Regions from separate parts of the Mus musculus genome. Here region 1 is linked to region 2. A link is a contact called in public promoter capture Hi-C data. All regions are on one chromosome and are shown on one strand. The core of a region is the stretch at or near the end of the contact, and the rest is flanking DNA. Distances in the headings are between cores, read along the strand shown.

Region 1 (2,702 bases), core at 61-2,560, 54 kb after region 2:
TCCCAGCAACCACATGGTGGCTCACAACCATCTGTAAAGAGATCTGATTCCCTCTTCTGGAGTGTCTGAAGACAGCTACAGTGTACTTACATATAATAAATAAATAAATCTTTAAAAAAAAAATTAAAACTATTACTTATAAAAAAAAAAAAATTGAAATGTCCTGAAGCCACATTATTGAACAGCAGTGAAGAAGCAAAGATGTGGCCTGTTATAGTAAATTAGAAGGCGGAGCGGACTCGCTTCAACCCTTATATACTTGATATTGTATAAAAGCAATATACTTTTGCAAGAGAAACATCTTTAAAAAAATACTGACTGATCATAAGCTAAATATTTTAGTCTTTTAGAAGCCCACCAACCATTGCTGGGGTAATGTTCAAAAATCAAAGTAAAACAACAACCCAGGTGCTAGGTTTTGGAATCCTTAGAACCAGAACTCTCCAAGTTGCTTGTGCCACTTCAGTCCACACTCTGTGACCTTGGAAAATGTCCCTGGTTTGGAGACATTTCTCTCCAGAGCTCAATTACAAACGCGTGGAGCGTGGCATCGCAGACTCCTCAGCTCTCGCTCCAGGTACTCGCAGATCCTCAGCTCTGCCGGAGCCCAAGCTCTTCCCCACGGACTCAGCCACCAGCCTATTCCAAGCAGTCTGTCCGTTCCTACTTCCCCCTGCGGGTGTCTCCTGGATCTGCACCGGCTTTGTGCCAGGCTGCCAAGAAGGGACCTCCCGATCATCCCTCCATCGGCCGAGGAACGCCCCACTTCTGTCTCTCATCCTGCGCTTCTCCTCCTCACAGAAGCCCTGTCACCCTAGCTCCCCAGAGACGCCCACCAGGACTGGGACACGAGACCCCTTTCCTTCCCTCCCCTCCGGACCACTCATCTGAGGAAGCCCTCCAGTTCCAGGAGCCCATTCTTCGTCAGCCTCTCCAGAATCCCCATCCTCTACCTCCTGCTAGGAAGCCTCCCCCATCCCCGCCATCGGGTTCTGGGGACCCCTCTCACCTCCGCGGTGAGAGATGTGCCTACTGAGGAATCGCTGTTTCTTTCTCTGGTGCAGCAACGCTGGGTATTTAAGCAACAAGAACGAGGTGACCAAATATCCCCCCAGAGTAGAGAGAAGGCAAAAAGCCGCGGTGGACGACATCCTCGGTCACCGCCTTCTGGGCCTGAGACCCCGACTGTGCTGTGATGGTAGCAACGGCCGCAGCGCCGGCAGCTGCTCGAGGTCTGCTCGCCCTCAGCCGGTGCCCTCGGCGTAGCGCACTTGTTCGTGCGGACTCAGCACGCAGGCGCAGCCCGACCCCAGCGCCCGAGCAACAAAGGGGCTCAGATACGCAGGCGCGCTACGGCGCGGAGCGTTGGGCGTCTGGCAGCTGTGGTCCCACGCGCAGGTGCTTCGAAGAAGACCCCGAGGCAAGAGGTTGGAAACTTGCCAGTGGTTTTATTTGTTTGGATTTGTTTGGGCAGTCCCTAAGCCGAAAACGCTCTCAAGCCAGGATAGCCTTCGGGGAAAATCTGACGTAACTGGGAAATGTGCATCAAAGGAGGATTCCAGGCCAGGTCCTAGTCCTTTCTGTGGGAAAAGCGAAGAATTGTTACTGATACCTCGAACTCGTAGCCTAGTTGGTTAGATCGTACGGGATTCAAGCCCCAGTACAAAATAAACATGAATAAAGAAACTGACCACTAAGTCCTTTCCTATAAAGACTGGCAACTAACTTTTCCATTTTTCTTTTTCATCTCCTACCTTACAAACTAGAAATACAGTAGGAACCACGTTTTATGGGGGCAGGGTCTTGGTTTTGTGAGATAGGATCTACTTAGCCCAGTCCGGGCTTGAATTCACTATATACCAGAGGATAGAGTCTTCGACTTCAGGTTCTTCTACCTCAGCCTCCAGAGTGTTGGGATGGTAGGCAAGCCCAGCTGTGGATCGTATTTTATGCAAAGTAATTAGCCACAAAGGCTGTGGCTGTGGCTCAGTTGTAAAGCACTTTCCAAGCACATTCAAGGTTTGGATTTGTTTATTGAGACAGGGTGTCTCACTGTGTTGACTGTGTGCTGGCCTCTTGATTCACAGAGACCAGTTTGCCTCTGCCTTCTAAGTATTGGGATTCTTTTCTTTCCCTTTTCTCCTCTCTCCCTTCCTCTCTCCGTTCTCTCTCCCTCCCTTCCTGTCTCCTCCCCCCCGGCCCCCCCCCCCCTTAGAGACTGGGTCTCACTATGTACCGAGGCTGATCTGGAACTCGCTATGACAATAGGGCTAGAGATCCACTTGCGTCTGCCTTCCCTTAAGGCCAGGGGTTTGAGTCCCAGGACAATTGCAACAACAGGCAGACTCACAGTATTGAGCTCCGGCTGGCTTCAAACTCCTAAGGGTGAAGCAGTCTTTTGGTTTCATCCAGCTCATTAGCTGGAACTGCAGGCAAGGGTTGCTGCACCCGATCCTATCTCGTTTATTTATTTTTTATGCATTTACTTATTTCCTGTGTAGTGTATGTGTGTGCACGTGTAAAGGCAGAGGACAACCTAAGGAGACCTAAGGTGGCAGCTCCTTTTCCCACTAAGCCATCTTGCTGGGTCAAGTGGCAGCTTTTGGAAAGGTGGTAAACACTCTATTTCACAAACATTGGGACTAAAATATCTAATCCTGTCAGGACACTATTTTAAATGTATCTGGGAAAATAGGATCAAT
Region 2 (2,729 bases), core at 126-2,625:
AGGTCAGGAGAGCTAAAGCCTTCGCTGCAGAAAGCTCAAAGCTACCTGCAATGCTTAGAGAGGCTCAGAAATGGCTCTAACAAGAAACAGAAGTGGGGGGCTCCCCCACTCTCCTAGTCTTCCATGCAAGGACAAATCACCTGTGAATGCTTAGAAGAATGCCCTCGTTAACAAAGAGTTCAAGATTAAAACTGAGTATGTACAACACAGATGTTTTACTTAGAGAATTCTCTGCTATGTTTGATTCAGCTTCCTATATAACACCTAGCAAAGCCAGCATTAATTTTTAATGGTGGTTCATGCCTTTAGTTCAGCTCTCAGGAGGCAAAAATCAGGTGGCTTTCTGAGAGTTCAAAGCCAGCCTGATCTACAGAGGCAGTTCCAGTGAAACACTTTGTTTGTTTGTTTGGTTGGTTGGTTTTTATTTTTTGAGACAGGGTTTCTCTATGTAACAGCCCTGGTTGTCTTAGAACTTGCTTTGTAGACCAGGCCTCCAACTCAGAGATCCGCCTGTCCCTGCCACCTGAGTGTTGGGACTAAAGACATGTGACACCACCACATGACTTGAGACATGATGTTCTTTGCAATAAAAATAAACAAAAAGCACTCTACACTGGCCGTGGTGGCTCACAACTGTGAGAGGCAGGAAGCGCCTAAGCACAAAGTCAAGTGACTAGATATTAAGACCCTGTCTATCAGGACCTGGTCTCGGGGCTGGAGAGATGGCTCAGTGGTTAAGACCACTTTCTACTTTTCCAGAGGCCCAGAGGTTCAGTTCCCAGCACACATACTGGTTGTTCTCAGCCACCTGCAAATCCAGATCCTAGGATTTGGTGCCGCCTTCTGGGCTCCTCAAGCACACACACACACACACACACACACACACACACACACACACAAATAATATGTCTTCTTTTGAAAAGTAGAAGTATCAAGGGTTGTAGATATAACTCAGTGATAGAGAACTTGCCTGCCCTGCCTAAGGCCCGAGGCTACAAGAGGTCTATCTATAAATAAATGAGATAAGAGAAGAGAAGAGAAATAGCTAAACTGGGTAGTGGTGCACACCTTTAATCCCAGCACTTGAGAGGCCGAAGCAGGTGGATTTCTGTGTTCAAGAAAGAGTTCCAGGACAGCCAGGGCTACACAAAGATAAACCCTGTCTTTAAAAATAAAGGAACAAATAGCAAAAGAACAAACTCCTATTTCCAAAATATAAGGGCCTAGCCTGCCAATGGGAAAGCAGAAGCAGACGGGGCGATTGCTGTGTAGGGGTGGCTGTTACCTGCAGCGCTGGGCACTCATTCTTGAGAGGCGAGAGAGGAAATGATCACTTTGCCCGCAGGAACAGAATCAGCCAGGGTCAGCAGTTGTGTCTTCTGCTTTTACACTGTTGTCTCCAAGTGCACTCAGCGAAAGAGGAGGCACTTACAGCTGGGCTCAACAGCACACTCTCTTAGTTTACACAAACTGCACACGGTTGGCTTAAAACCTTCATCAAGGTCATTTAGAGTAGGGCCTGAGCCCGCATTTCCCACTGCTGTCCCTAGAGAATGATGCGTTATAAGCAGGGAACTCTTTGGTGAATAAATTAAATGATAATGAGCTCTCTGCACACACTTTAGGAGAAAATTGGTTATACTCTTATTAAATTATCATTTGTGTGGATGTGTGTGTCTGACCTGTGTGGGGTGGGGGGTGGGGGGTGCACATGCCACAGCACGTGTGAGGACAACTTTGTGAAGTCATTTCTCTCCTTCCACCTTTATGTGGGTTCTGGGGATCAAACATGGGCTGTCAGGCTTGTGCAGCCCCACTGAGCCATCCCAGTGGTCCTCATATTTTCTTCAAGTTTGTTCTTGGTCTCTACTCTCAGAAGGCTGAAGTAGCCACATTTGGTAGTTCTGCTTCATCTAAGGATTAGAGCCTTGTGGCCACCTGCCATGGTAGCACATGCTCCTAATCCTAGCACTGGGGAGGCTGAGGCAGGAGGATCATGAATGTGAGGCCAGTCCAGGAGGCATGGTAGGACCTTGTCTCAAAACAAACAAACAAACAAAAAAACATAAAACCCATTGGCGTCTGAGCCTCTTCTCTGACCGTGTGGAAGGAGTATGGTTGTTACTCAGTGGTGGGTTACCACTGGCTTCCTGGGTAGGCAGAACTTCTTTCTGTCAGGCAGATCTGGGCCAATCGAAGTGGGATCGGATTTACAGCTTTGCTTAATCTCTAATCTCCACAACTCCTTCCTGTAGATTAAAACCCATTCCTCCTTGAAGGATCTTTCTAAAAGATTTCTTTTCAATTATGTGTAGTGCACTTGTGAGTGCAGTTACCCTTGGAGCCCAGAAGAGGGCGTCAGATCTCCTAGAGTTGGAGTTGCAGACAGTTGTGAGCTACTCTGTATCAGTGCTGCGAATCAAACCCAGCAGGAGCAGCAATCACACCCTCTTCAGCCACCCAGCCATCATCTCTCCAACCTGTTTTGAAGCACTTTCAAAGATTGCTAATTCTGTAACGAGAAAATACCCAAACCAAACAAAGCCATGACAAGAGTGTTCTTAGTTATTCATTAAATACTTCAACTTTTTCTTTTTCTTTTCTTTTTTTTTTTTCTGTTTTTGACTCAGGATCTTGCTATATAGCTATAACTGGCCCAGAATTCACTCTCTAAACCAGGCTGACCTTAAACTCACACCCATCTTCCTGCCCCAGCCTCCCAGGCACTG

What was found. Promoter capture Hi-C pulls out the DNA fragments that hold promoters and counts their contacts.
Region 1: a contact with region 2 is called in a promoter capture Hi-C map of macrophages, with 10 read pairs. The contact joins the promoter of Gdpd1 here to the enhancer-like site in region 2. A contact is called at or near these places in 7 of 39 promoter capture datasets (the 3T3-L1 cell line, 3T3-L1-derived adipocytes, the HPC-7 cell line and 5 more), 1 of 15 datasets of contacts at CTCF or cohesin (pro-B cells), 28 of 484 Hi-C or Micro-C datasets (8-cell embryo, the AML12 cell line, B cells and 19 more), 11 of 115 datasets of contacts at active chromatin or transcription factors (the SCID.adh cell line, bone marrow-derived dendritic cells, bone marrow-derived macrophages and 4 more) and 4 of 9 other capture datasets (adipose tissue, liver, macrophages and 1 more).

The regions. Positions count from the first base shown.
Region 1 is chr11:87,072,827-87,075,528 of GRCm38.p6, forward strand. It overlaps Gdpd1 (glycerophosphodiester phosphodiesterase domain containing 1), which reads right to left and starts at 1,311. Exons shown (of 10, transcript NM_025638.2): 1 at 1,010-1,311. The coding sequence starts at 1,151.
Region 2 is chr11:87,018,301-87,021,029 of GRCm38.p6, forward strand. No RefSeq gene overlaps it. Among named protein-coding and RNA genes, the nearest start is that of Ypel2, 26 kb to the left of the region's middle. Within about 2 kb of position 1,376, at least 14 of the 459 cell types and tissues checked have an H3K27ac peak or open chromatin away from gene starts, as enhancers often do. A contact at or near this core is called in 8-cell embryo, bone marrow-derived macrophages, macrophages and 2 more, where this site is marked.